Regions from separate parts of the Xenopus tropicalis genome. Here region 1 is linked to region 2. The links are chromatin contacts, called in public Hi-C maps. All regions are on one chromosome and are shown on one strand. Each heading gives the region's core, a stretch centred on a gene start, on an enhancer-like site or on the middle of the called end of the contact. The rest is flanking DNA. Distances are from core to core; before and after follow the strand shown. Region 1 has its middle 5.9 kb from the start of cox6a1. Region 2 overlaps msi1 (musashi RNA binding protein 1).

What was found. Hi-C and Micro-C count contacts between places; a contact is called where the count stands out from the background.
Region 1: a contact with region 2 is called in a Hi-C map of brain, with 4 times the contacts expected there. The contact joins two enhancer-like sites. A contact is called at or near these places in 2 of 5 Hi-C or Micro-C datasets (brain and tailbud embryo).

What each region holds. Positions count from the first base shown.
Region 1 is chr1:151,720,528-151,727,561 of UCB_Xtro_10.0, forward strand. No RefSeq gene overlaps it. Among named protein-coding and RNA genes, the nearest start is that of cox6a1, 5.9 kb to the right of the region's middle. Within about 2 kb of position 1,919, at least 3 of the 11 cell types and tissues checked have an H3K27ac peak or open chromatin away from gene starts, as enhancers often do.
Region 2 is chr1:151,683,397-151,690,810 of UCB_Xtro_10.0, forward strand. msi1 (musashi RNA binding protein 1) reads right to left here. Exons shown (of 15, transcript NM_001011470.1): 5 at 4,114-4,155; 6 at 3,596-3,688; 7 at 1,385-1,433; 8 at 822-904. Among named protein-coding and RNA genes, the nearest start is that of msi1, 8.0 kb to the right of the region's middle. Within about 2 kb of position 2,490, at least 3 of the 11 cell types and tissues checked have an H3K27ac peak or open chromatin away from gene starts, as enhancers often do.

The DNA.
Region 1 (7,034 bases), core at 669-3,168, 37 kb after region 2:
TGAAGTTCAAAGACTTTCCAAGGCAAGTGTTTTTTGAAACTTGAAGACCAGATTGGCATTAAAGAATAATTTAATTTGATTAAAAGAGTGCAAAGAGATAAAAATAAGGAAAAAGGAAGTGGAAGCAGGTGTGTTATTCAATGTAACTACTCATGAAAATTTAACTCTGAACTTCGGACAGTTCTTGACAACATTACTATATAGAATAATAATTACAAATAAATCCATTTGACAAAACAAACAAGGTACTTGTTAAGGCTAATAGTATGTTTCGCCCTTTACAGAAAGAAATTTTGACAGTAATAATCCTTTGGATCAATGACCTTGAGCTATCACCAGCTTTATGAAAATAAATTGTGTACAAGAGATAAAAACCCACTACCTACCCTACATTGTCTACCCCCAATTGCCAGTGGGTTCAGTGTTCAAAGCTACTTTCAGTTGAGTATTGGTCAACCAGAAGTCTGTTTTGTGATGGCTTATCTGTGGCATCATTTGCACAAGATGATCACAGAATTCTAAAACACAATTATGCACTCCTGGTGCAACTTTCACCTGTGATGCAAACTCTGAGATGCTTGTCAATTCACCTGCTTATGAACATCATTTTGGGGGGTCTGCATGCCACCCCCCCCAAAAAAAATTCCAGCATTTCAACTCAGAAGGGCAATAAGCAAGGAATAGTACTTTAGTGTGGACTTATAGAGGAATTAAATGCCCCCCTAAACTGAAGCTAGAAACTATGAAATCAACATAATTCAGAATTGCAGTCTTATTTCAGTAGAATTTAGAGCAAAACTGAACTGACTTTTTGGAATCATGTTTTTTGGTTTTCAGCTTTTTATTAGGTATATTTCTGGACCTTGGCTGGGGGCCTACTGCCTCTGCTCTTGGACTCTTTCTATGGCTGTCTGGGTGTTCAGGTATGTGCTTATGCATGTATAAGTATATTTATCTTTATAACTGGTATATAAGCTGGCTTCTCTCTACATGCAATTACTGCAGATACCTGCTGTTACTTGAACCACTGCAGCATTAATAAATAATATTTATATTGCAACTCAGGATACCTCTAGCATGTTGATTTCAAATATTGTCAAATATCATTATCTCTAAAAAAAAAACCCACTAGGATTCAATCAGCAATAAGTTTTGATCAGTCTGCTGATGGTAGCATAGAAAGTTAATGTGGCAAATGTAGAAATGTGGCATAAAAGTTTTGCAAATTTACAGTTTCCAGTTTAAATAGTTTCAATAAAATAACTTGGGTTGCTGCCAAAACAATACAGCAATACAGCCAACAGTAAAAATAATCAGTAGTCATGAGGTGAATATACAAATACAGTTACTTTGACATTATGACCTTCAAAGAAATCTTGATATTAGCAGTCTAAAACTGATTAAATCTAAAAAACCACTACAAACAGAAAATTGCTTAGGGGACAAATCTGCTTAAGTTTATGTCAATCAATTTTTTGGGTTCAGATCCCCTTTATCTAGCTTCTTGGCAATGAAGGAAAATTGTACCAGTGAGTTAGATGAAGCACCTCCTAGGCTGTAAAAGCATACTGTTCATGATTAGTAAAAGTATCCCTAAGCAAAGTAAATGCCAAAAGGGATAGACATTTTTAGCAGTAATGGAATGTAGCTTCTGGACTTCACTGCAGTCTCAATGTGAAGCCTCTTTTCACAGGCCCTGGCATTTTAAGTACACAGAGGCCCAAATAGCCCCCCACCAGCCCACTAAATAGTGAATGTCTACGGCATCTTACAGCAGCTCCTCTGGCATTTGCCAGAAGCCACAGATTGCCAGTCCAGCCCTGATAGTCAGTAAAGAAATGTGATGTATTGTCAGCAGGAGTCCTTGTGAGTTCAGTATTGCTTCCTCTGCACCGCCCTGTATAAGTGAAGTGCTCTTCTATACTGAAAGCTAAAGCATGATTAACACATGAAAGGATCTTTCTCCTATTCACCAGTCCAACAATTATAGAAAGGCAAGACCTGAAAGCAGCACTTTATGTGTATTCTCAAGTTGTGTAGCGAGGCCCATCTTAGGGGCAGAGATGTTCATTAAACTCAGAAATGCAGAGTTTGTCCATCTGAGACACTTTTCTGGTATGTTGCTCAATCCCTTACAGACTTTGCATTTTGTTTCTGTAAAACAGTATCAATTTATTTTAGACAATGAATGTGATCTCTTTGTGGGAGATGAGAAGTTTGTGGGATGCAGAATACTGCTTACAAACCCAGTCGTAACTGCTGTGCATTCTATCCTTCATAAGCATATAATAAGCCTTGCACATGTCTAATATGTTTGGCTAGGTTGTTTTAGAGGTGCACTTTCAAATAAAGTAAAAATCATGTAAAAGTCACAGAGCTTGCATCATGCATCAAACCATAGCCACCAATGAGCAGAATGCCTTACTGGCCATCCATTTAAAAGCAATTAGGCAGCTTATCTGCCCGTGTATGGGCATGAACAAGGGGCTTGCCCGACTGACATCTGGCCTGAAATCAGGCAGATCTCGATGGGGCGGGTTTGACTTTTCTGTCGGATTGGGGACTGCATTGGCTTGTTTAATTCGGTCCCTGAACCGATGGCGCCCCAGGGTCAAACAACCGAACTAGCCCGATATTGGCCACCTGTAGGTGGGGATATCAGGAGAAGATTCGCTCGCTTGGTGATCTCGCCAAGCCAATAGATCTTACCGTGTATGGCCACCTTTACAGTTCTAAGGGCAGCAAGACTGCCTGATAGTTGCTGGCACAACTCCCCAGAGAGATGTAGGAAGCAAGTGGGCAAAACACATGGTCCCAGGTTACGATTTTTCTTTACCTAATAGCCAATTTTAGTGCAATCTGGCAAATTATCGTAAGGTTAGTGGACATCACAAACTATACTCATTAACTAGTGAAACTGCAATTGTGGTCTCACAAGTTTGACACAGCTGATGCTCAAATGTGTAACTTTTATTAAAAGTACTTGCATCCAAATCTGCTGCTGCTTGCACTTTCATACAGTTACAATTGGTGCTGCAGCATCTGTCCCATCTAGTTCCAAATTAACTGCAGGGGAACCCTGCAGCTCCGTGGTTCCAACAGTGGCCTGTGTCAATAAACACAAATCAGAAAGACCAGAATATAAGATTTATACCCTAAGCTGCCAGCAGGAGAGCTGTTAAAATTGCATTGGTGAAATTTTACAGAAATTCATAATTTCCCATATAGCTCTATGGGGCAGGGACCTCCATCCTCTTGTTGCCTTTGACTCTTAACTTATTGCAACTGTTACTGGATCTTGTATTTATTTGTATTTATTGTTATACTTTGTATTTATCTATTATCTTATTAACCCCCTGTTTGTATTAATGTATTCTACTGTACAGCGCTGCGTACATAAGTAGCGCTTTATAAATAAAAATATACATACATACATGTGACAATCTATATATGATCTGTAAAAAATACAACTTTTAATGATTTGCAATATAAGTCAACAGGCGCTCAAACCTTAATATTATTATTTTGCTATAAATCAAAGAGTACTGACACCACTTGGAATACAGTTGATAAACATACCTTAGGTAAATTTAGTCCTAGAAGTGTATTCCTGAAAAGAAGAGTGACACATGGTGGAGAAAAGTGGATCTACAGGAAATGACTGCATTCACAGAAAGAAAAGCATAGTATGGAGGAAGAAAGCCCATAAATTAAGAAAAATAAACAGAAAAACACACTTTTACACTAACACACATTTCTGGGGGAAAGGCATTTTGTTAATTTCACTTTTTTTCAAATAGTAAAGCAGAAATAAAGACTTTTTTGAAATTGCTTTCTATTTTTTCTTTTGACCGTTTTTCTAAAAAACGGTCAAAAGAAAAGCTGATGCTACAAGTCTGATTATTAAATCCTGATGCTACTTAAACTGGCTATGGAGATGTAATGAGAATCTAAATTAATACTAATCAGCTTTGTATAATGGCATTTATATTCTATATATACATACAGGGATTCGGCCCCTAAACTAAGGTAACTGACAGCAGCACAGAGCATATGCTATTAATCAGCAAAAAAGAAGATAGGAGTTGCTGTGAGCATTTTAGAGGCACAGATTTCATGCTAAGGGCATGTAGTCAGGCCCGGATTTGTGGCGAGGCCACAAAGGCCCGGGCCTAGGGCGGCTGAAATTTAGGGGCGGCTTCTTTCCATTGCTCCGTATGGGAGATTAAATGCCCGCGCATGCGCAATTGCGTCTGGCACGGCACGGGGGTGGTGGGTTTGTTTGCGCATGCGCGGAGGGGGCGGGGCGCGAATGGGGGGCGGCCTAGGGACGCCCAGGTTTGAAATCCGGCGCTGCATGTAGTGTCCTTGGGCTGCTACAGAACCCCCAAAAATAGTTAGTAGCATTTTTAAATCACATGATCAGAAATAATGCAGCTCTAAGTGTAACAGGAAGAAGTGTGGAAGCAAAAGGCAAAACTCTGCCCATTAATTCGCTGATGGGGCCTAGCTTGCCAAGTGCCTTGGCTTGTTTGTGTGAACTGGGAATCCTATGGTCCTATGATATTTAGAAATACCCAATTTGCCTGAAAAAAATGTTTTATTGCCATTGTGAATACCTTTTGTTTGTTATTTCAGTGTTTTTATTACATTTTCTGTGATTTTGGTGCCTTTCTAGTCATTTTATTGCGTTTTAGCCATTTTATTGCATTTTCAGTTATAAGGCATACAGTGGAGGAAATAATTATTTGACCCCTCACTGATTTTGTAAGTTTGTCCAATGACAAAGAAATGAAAAGTCTCAGAACAGTATCATTTCAATGGTAGGTTTATTTTAACAGTGGCAGATAGCACATCAAAAGGAAAATCAAAAAATAACTTTAAATAAAAGATAGCAACTTATTTGCATTTCATTGATTGAAATAAGTTTTTGAACCCCTACCAACCATTAAGAGTTCTGGCTCCCACAGAGTGGTTAGACACTTCTACTCAATTAGTCAACCTCATTAAGGACACCTGTCTTAACTAGTCACCTGTATAAAAGACACCTGTCCACAGAATCAATCAATCAAGCAGACTCCAAACTCTCCAACATGGGAAAGACCAAAGAGCTGTCCAAGGATGTCAGAGACAAAATTGTAGACCTGCACAAGGCTGGAATGGGCTACAAAACCATTAGCAAGAAGCTGGGAGACAAGGTGACAACTGTTGGTGCGATTGTTCGAAAATGGAAGGAGCACAAAATGACCATCAATCGACCTCGCTCTGGGGCTCCACGCAAGATCTCACCTCGTGGGGTGTCAATGATTCTGAGAAAGGTGAAAAAGCATCCTAGAACTACACGGGAGGACTTAGTTAATGACCTCAAATTAGCAGGGACCACAGTCACCAAGAAAACCATTGGAAACACATTACACCGCAATGGATTAAAATCCTGCAGGGCTCGCAAGGTCCCCCTGCTCAAGAAGGCACATGTGCAGGCCCGTCTGAAGTTTGCCAATGAACACCTGAATGATTCTGTGAGTGACTGGGAGAAGGTGCTGTGGTCTGATGAGACCAAAATAGAGCTCTTTGGCATTAACTCAACTCGCTGTGTTTGGAGGAAGAAAAATGCTGCCTATGACCCCCAAAACACCGTCCCCACCGTCAAGCATGGGGGTGGAAACATTTTGCTTTGGGGGTGTTTTTCTGCTAAGGGCACAGGACAACTTATTCGCATTAACGGGAAAATGGACGGAGCCATGTATCGTGAAATCCTGAACGACAACCTCCTTCCCTCTGCCAGGAAACTGAAAATGGGTCGTGGATGGGTGTTCCAGCACGACAATGACCCAAAACATACAGCAAAGGCAACAAAGGAGTGGCTCAAGAAGAAGCACATTAAGGTCATGGAGTGGCCTAGTCAGTCTCCGGACCTTAATCCAATAGAAAACCTATGGAGGGAGCTCAAGCTCAGAGTTGCACAGAGACAGCCTCGAAACCTTAGGGATTTAGAGATGATCTGCAAAGAGGAGTGGACCAACATTCCTCCTAAAATGTGCGCAAACTTGGTCATCAATTACAAGAAACGTTTGACCTCTGTGCTTGCAAACAAGGGTTTTTCCACTAAGTATTAAGTCTTTTTTTGTTAGAGGGTTCAAAAACTTATTTCACTCAATGAAATGCAAATAAGTTGCTATCTTTTATTTAAAGTTATTTTTTGATTTTCCTTTTGATGTGCTATCTGCCACTGTTAAAATAAACCTACCATTGAAATGATACTGTTCTGAGACTTTTCATTTCTTTGTCATTGGACAAACTTACAAAATCAGTGAGGGTTCAAATAATTATTTCCTCCACTGTAGGTGTTGATCGCTTGATTTGTCCGTAAAACTAATTTGTCAAAGCCAAAATACTCAAACTGTGATTCTGACTGCAGAGTACCCTAGACAAAAAAAAAATGATTGATTTTAGTGTTTTTTTAGGATATTAGCGAATTTATTGCATTTTGCATTGTTCTTTGTTGCTTGTCTTGAAATTTTGATTTGGGTGCCTCTGTACACCACATAGTTTGGTGAATCTATGCGTTTGCAGTAGAAAGATGTATTTACCGATTTTTTTTCATCAGAATGTGTAGTTTTGGAAAATATATGGTTTTATAGGGTCACTGTACTTTTAGGGGGTCTTATGGCACATAAGAAACATACCGGGAGCTTATATTGCAGCGTTCAAAGTGTTAGATTTTGGTGCCTCTATATGCCACATAATTTGGTAAATCTATGCATATTGGGCATCAAACTGTTCATTAGGCCCCATGGCATCATATTTAGAATGTTTTATGTTGATAAGTTACAAAATGTGGGGGTACATAATGCAAGCTTTGTGACGATTTTCAGAAATTTCTTAAAAACCCTTATGTTTCGTATAGCTTTGTAGTTCGGTAGTTTGCAGTAGAAAATTGTATTTACCCATTTTTGTTTTGTCAGAATGTGTACTTTCGGAAAATATATGGTTTTCTAGGGTTATGTGTATTATGTGCCATACTTATAGCGATA
Region 2 (7,414 bases), core at 1,240-3,739:
TATCACATTTTTACTTATGCCTGTATTTGTCAAGCAGTATAAACAGCACTGTGAAAAAAAGCCATTACACCTATAGATGCCTGTTTTATTCCTTTGCCCTGCTGGAAAGCAGGGTTTATTTGCTAATAGTGTGAAGTACTGTTTCTTTACAGTGAGGAGTTGTGCTTGCTGTTAACCATTTTTGCACTGATTCACAAGCAGTTGTTGTAGTAATAAGCATCAATGTAAGTGTAAATCACATTTTGCTCCACACTGTTAGAGTGCACAGAGGGCAGCTATTGGGCATTTAACCTATTACAGGACAGGTGCCTTAAAGAGAGACCAAACTGAATTTCTTCCTTACATCTACCCAAGTTTTTTCCAACCCCTAGTCCTCCAGTGGCAGCTGGACTGCAAGGATCAGCATTTACTAAAGCCATGATGACATGATGATGTAGACCGATGTGATAGATAAAGCTTGGAGCAAACTGCATAAGATAGCAATATATTTTATTTATATATATTTTTAAGCAAAATAAGAAATATCAATACGGTGTCCAATATATTTGTTAACAGCACCATTTTGCTAAGGATTAGCCTGTGCCAGGGCAAGCACTGCAGATACCAAACATCTCAATTTTGGCATCCACGCAGCTGAGTTGCTTTAGAAAATGAGCCCCATGCACATTCTCAATGGCAGGAGCAGTCCATCTATTGGAAATTAGAATATTGGCCTTTTACTCTGTGCAGTATGCTTGTGCCTCATGACAAGCATCCATACATCCCCTAAGAAGTCTTTGTGCATGCATAAACAGTATGAGGTAATTTACATTTGCCCTCACCATTTTATTGTTGATCTCATGAAAGTGAATATCACAAACTTTCTCCACAATATCCTCTCCTTCAAAGGTCACAAACCCGAACCCTGCATTAGACAACAAAGCTAAGAATAAGGAGGTGAAGGTTAAGCCAAGCAAGCATCACTGTAATGGAAAATCAGTGCTGTGAGAATCCAGAGGTGCAAAGCATACATTTTGTCTAAATGCCATTGCAGGGTTTTGTACAAATGCAAGTGCTAAAAGAACAAAGAAGAATGCAGAACTGCCACTTTCAGGCTGGAACCATGAGCATTAATGGATGGTGGATTAAGGAGGAAGCTGAAAAAAGGGTTTTAAACATTCATAATACATACAATTGAATAGAAAGGTGAAACCTAATTATCAAGCTTATTATCACATTTTCCAGATATAGCTGGAATCTGGCCAAGTTACCTGAAACAAGGGGGGAGTTATGGGCTGTTATTTTATACCAAGAAGGCTGCCAATTTAGCAATATATAAGTATAGGGACTGTAAAGCTCTCTAATTTCTCTCTCTCTGCTGTATTCTCTGGATTTATATACCCACCTCTGTGCCTGTTTGTTGTTTTATCAAACATTAACATGGCATCGTCCACCTGTTCAAAACACAAGATAAGATAGGTGTGAAGGGTTTTGTGGGAAAAATACCTGTCAATGCTTTTACATATTACTGGTCATTGCCATGATAGTAGAGTGAAAGTGAAGAGTGAAAAAGAAAGAGTATTTCATTACTAAGTTTAATGGGCACTCGAGCACATGCCGTACTTAGAAGTACTGTTTAACAGAAAATAATTGAAGATGATGGACCTTATTCAGGCAGATTCATTAGCATTTTACTTTGTTTGTTCTTAAAACATGTTTTCTATACTGCTTCAATTCAATGCTCTCAAAATGTCGGAAGGAAAGGATAAGCCATAAGGAGTTCCACTCTTTCTATATGTTCCTTGGTTACAGGGAGCTGAGTAGTGAACTCAGGAGGGGGTTGGGGTAAAGGACCAAATAGTGTGGGAAAACTTTAAGGTTCACGTATAGGAGTATTTATTGTGCAGCATCTAGGAGAATGTGGAAGGAAGGACATCGAGCACACTTCGGACACAAGGAATCCGTTAAAATTCTGTACTTTATTTCATCATGTTTAAAAACAAAAGTGTGCACAAAAGGCACACTTTTGTTTTTAAACATGATGAAATAAAGTACAGAATTTTAACGGATTCCTTGTGTCCGAAGTGTGCTCGATGTCCTTCCTTCCACTTTGAAGTTATTCCTCCTCAGCTGCGGGTTCGGGGCTGTGAGCACCCGGACCATTGCCGGACTTTGGTGAGCATGCTGTTTCTCAGACTTTAAACTACATAAGAGATAGACTCTAAAACTTGAGCGGCAGGCCCGGGGTTTAAACACCCGGACCTCATCGAACCACGTGGTACTTATAGTTTGTTAGTTTATTATATTGTTTTCATTTTTTCATTTATTTGTTTATTATTTATTTATATTGTTTCTGAGGAATTTTTGTTTCGCTTTAGGGTTTCCCTTAGAGCGATTCTTTTTCTTTTTGTTTTTGCATCTAGGAGAATGCATGTATACTGCATGTATAGTGTGTACAAATGGGTAAAAGTCCAGAAAGTGGTAAAAAATGGGGAAATAAAAATTAAAACGATGCGTGAGGGGTGTCACACTAATCACAGTTATCTGTGTTCTGCATTTTTACAGTGCCTGACAGTTCCACGGCAGGCTTTCTGAGATATATATTTGCTCTTTGGGTCAAAGAGTTTTTTTTTGCTTTTCAAACAAAACCGTTTGGTTCCCTGGAGAATCAGCAGCTCTGGGAGCCCTGTCCTGTTACTATGACTGCAGCTTAGTATGTCCTGAGCCGCAGGGGAGAGGGACAGAGGCAAAAGCCTTTGTGTGCAACTGAAAAGATTGGGGGGAGGGGTGAAGGCCCCACCAGATATCAAGGGGGAAAGTGAGAGGGAAAGAGAGAAAGAGAGAGAGTAACAAAGAGTAACGTGAGACAGCATAAATAAGAATATACAGAGACAGTACACATATAAATATATACATAAATATATATTTTTTTAGTATTTGAAACAAACAGAAGGTTTTCTTATAGGTTTAACAGATAATCCATTTACTGAAATGAATCTGCTGAGCCTGTGCAGGTGACACATTGTCTACCATGCTTATATGCAGTATAGTGTGCTCCTGTCATCTCGGTTTAGTGTCTGAATCCCCCTCCCCTAAATGTGGCAGATAATCTGCAGCCGCTTGGAAAAGAAATCCGAGTCATCCAGTGATCTGTCCAACCTCCTAATTAAATGGGGATCTAATCGCCTTATAACGAGAAATCTTTATGAGGGGTCTTATTTGAGAAAGGTTCACCCTCAGGTGCCATGGGAAGGTTGGTAAACCCTGTACTAATCTGATTAGCAGTAAACTTCATGTGGCAGACTTATAGTTCTGGTTATATTCTTATCCCCTAAAAGAGCCATTCCTAAAAAATCTCCAGTACTGGACTTATGTGGCAGCATTAGTAATTCTGGTCACTTCAAACATGTTTTTCTAATTAAGGTTCTGTAAAAATGTGTCCAACCTGATGGCGAGATGTGTCCCTGAGACTTCAGCAACAGAGCAACAGGCCTAGACTGCTTCTTTTCTTCACTATAAAGCATAATCTAATGAGCTGCCTCTCCCTTATTCCTAATGTTGTCTGTACACTGTGAGATTATATATTTTGCCCTATTAATACAGTTATCACACTTACCTTCCCAAACTGCTCAAAATATTGTTTCACATCTTCAACTGTTGTGTTAACTGACAAGCCCCCTACAAAAATCTTCTTTGTCCGTGTTACCATCTGTAATACATTTGCAGCATTATATTAGTGAGATTTCTAACTCTTAGTGAAGCTAGCAGGAGAGCAGAATATATAACTAACAAAAAAAAAGTGGTACCAAGTAAGAAACAGGGCCATTAATATTAGCTAATGAAAATAAGCCTTATACAAGGTTCCTACAATCAGCCCCTGATTACCAAGATACTAATCTTCCTTGCACCAGGGACACCTTCTGTCAACAAACTACTTAAAGGAATTAACCCAGTTTTGTGGGTGCCTTCAAGGCCAATTTCTGATTCACCCATTAGCTGCTGGTCTTAATCTGTTTTCTTTTTTTTCAACAGCTATATAATATTTCCAAGTCTTTTGGGCACATATTGCTTACTTTTAAGAACATTTTTTCTATTCAATCTACAAATTTGAAAAGTTTAGAACCATTTTCTCACCTTGGGTTGAGCTCTCCGAGGAAATGCTACTTTTGGGTCAATCTGAAAGACATAATATCAGCTACATGTCAAAGTCAGTGCTACAAATGCTGAGGCAAGGAACTGAGTGTAAATCCAGAAAGTTTTATACAAATGAACATTTTGGGAAATTAAACATTTTTTGACACAAAAAATATTGTGATATGGGTACAGACTTACAGAAAATGAAAACTTGCGCAACAACACACATGTTGCACAAGTAGTCCCTAAAAATTACGTCAATCTGTAATTTAATATAAAGGCCTCTAGAAGTATTTTATTATTATACAGGAATATAAAGGTGGCCGAGTGCAGGCAGACTGCATAGTGTACTATAGTCAGGGGTCCCCAACCTTTCTTACTCGTGAGCCACAGTCAAATGTAAAAAGACCTGGAGAGCAACACAAGCAGTTCATGGAGGAGCCAAATAAGGGCTAAGATTGGCTATTAGGCAGCCTCTATGCCCACTATCAGCTTACAGGGGGCTTTATTGGTAGTAATTCTTGTTTATACTCAACCAAAACTTGCCCCCAAGTCAGGAATTCAAAAATAACTACCTGGTTTGGGGGCACTGAGAGCAACATCCAAGGGGTTGGCGAGCAATGTGTTGCTCACGAGCTACTGGTTGGGGATCACTGATCTAAGTCAACCACTTGATGATGACATATGAATGTGTATGCAGTCATCAGCTGACCCTACTGCTTGGGGCTCCCTGTAGTCTTATTGTTTGGCCCAACTCCCAGATGATTAGATCTGTGCAATTTATATACAAATTTGATTGTAGTAGCTAGGGTGAACAACCAAATCTGTATTGTGTGATTACCAAAAGGTAATACAAATAAAGAAATCGGAGTGTCTAGAGACAGGTCCAAACTGCTGGCTTGCAGATACTCCATGATCTTCTTGCTCAACATTAATTCAAGCAGATGGAAAGCCTCACAATATAAGGGCATCAATCACAAGTCAAACAATAAAAAAGTGTTCACACTGTTTTATACAACTCGCAACATCCTTGAAGCTGCAGTAGTTATTAAATTACAGCTTCCATCCTTCCTAAAACATGTAACTTCAACTTTTGTAGTGCAACCTTAAGACTGCAACCCTCTACTGCTGTAGAACCAGGAAAGTGATGTTGCTAGCTAAATCTTCCAGAGAACTAGTGATTGTTCATTCCTAAACTAGAATTTCCAGAATCTTCAGACCTGCAGCCCAACAACTGCTGCAAGACTGCCACTATCAGCCAAACTTGTAGCTGCCCAGGTGCTGAACTACAACTTCAATAATATGCTAACTTTTTAGCCATTTAGTTGTTTTAGAACTAAAACTTTTACCATTCTCATGCAGCAGTCCTTTGTCTCTTGTAATAATGCAACTCCCTGCACCCTAAAGCCTTGTTGCCCCCAAGTTATTACTGAACCACAGTTTATAGAATTCAGGCATTTTAGGCTAAGAACTGCTGAAAGGACCAAATGTATTTATCTTATGTTGGCAAAATTAAATCTTTTAGAACCACAAAAATATGAAGCAAAAAAAAACAGTTTGACTTGAGTGCATCCTTGGATCAAACTACAATGAAGAAACATCCATCGTTCTGCATTTTATAATCAGGCAATACTTCTGGGTGTGGCTATTTTCTATAAGCTGTATAAGAACATAAAGACAATTTTTATAAAAAGTCTTAGTATGGAAGCCAGAAAAGTCCTTCCGCTGACTAGTTTAGACAGTGAACTTAATGTTGAATAGAGACCCTAAGTCCTATTTAGAAGTTCTTCATTATAATGTTACTGTATTTAATAAATGTACCTCACACTGAAAAAAGAAGTTTACACAAATAAAATTCAAGCTAAGTGGAGGTATCACAGGTGAAATATATAAGGTTCATACACTGTCTAACTCTGGAACCTGCCCTGAACAGAAAGAAACTAGGAAAGGTTTGTGCTTCTGGGCATCAGAGAAAAGAAATGAAAACGGGAGATAGGTTATCTCAACAATACCCCTTTGTCATGCATTCCTCTCTGCTATGTCAGCAAAGGCCAGGAAGATGCTATTAACACAGAAACCTGCAGCTCAGCTTTGAGCCAGGGAAAAAGCACCAATTTCACATTACGAAACACTGTCACTATTGTTGCTAGTAAATGGCACAGAGAAACGCAGCACAAGCACCTGTGGTAGCGAATGACCAAGCCACGAAGCAAGAATAACGATTGTCAGACACAGATGAGATGTTACGAAAAGACTGTATAATCCTAATATGTAATTTGGCAGTTCTCTTTGATAAATATAAACAGTGATAAAAGCATACCACAATCTAAGCAAGCATGCCACAATCACTCTCAACAACTCAAGCAGTCAAAAGATTGAGCATCCACAGCTCTGATATAAACAGCGCAGACAAACCCAATCGGACCCATATAAATGGGCAAGCAATGCCAGGCTCACGAGCAAACAGCGTTCAGACAGCAAATTTGTCCAATCATGCAAAATCACATCCAAGCAGCAACCCACCTTTCGATGTTTCATACCAACGAAGAACTCACCCAGACTATCTAGTACATCCCATAAGAGAGAGCTCCATCCACATCTCTGTAACCCAACCAACCAATTGCTCCACATCAGAGAGTATTTAACCCCCCCTCTCCTCCCATTAATATGAACAAAAGTAGAAAAAAAAAGTGCTCTTTCAATCTGCCTGTAGGTCCCTACAGCATTCAAATGCTCTTTGTATGAAAAACACACTTCTCCCCTCCCTGGCAACAAAAGCAACTTAGCATCCACAAGGACCAGGAGAGAGCAGCCTGTTCAGCGCTCTTCCCCTCCCCCACACCTGCAGGGACTCAGTCTCAAGAGCCTCGGAGCTAAGTCTGACAAATAAAAGGCCACCGACCAGGACACAGCCATAAAATGAAAGAAAAGTCTGGCGTTTTACCGGATGGTTTATAAGCTCATAGTTAAGTGTTTTAAAATGAGTGCTGACCCAGCAAACAATGAGATTACAAAGAGCGATTTACTGGGTAACTACCACAGGGGATGTCAAAGGTGTGGGCCTCGGTTATTGTTAAACTGTAACTCTGGTGGCCTATGATGATGGGAGCCTATTAAGATTCACCACTATTCTTAATGCCTTCCACAACTGCATGCTTTAGCTTGTTAGTTTACACATATATAATTCCCCAAGGCTAATCAGGATAACACAAAAAACTGATGGAAACAACTGGATTTGATTCCAGTTTTCCTAGCCCTCTGGATTCCATGCTGTGCTGATGGTGCTAGTGATGCACATGCC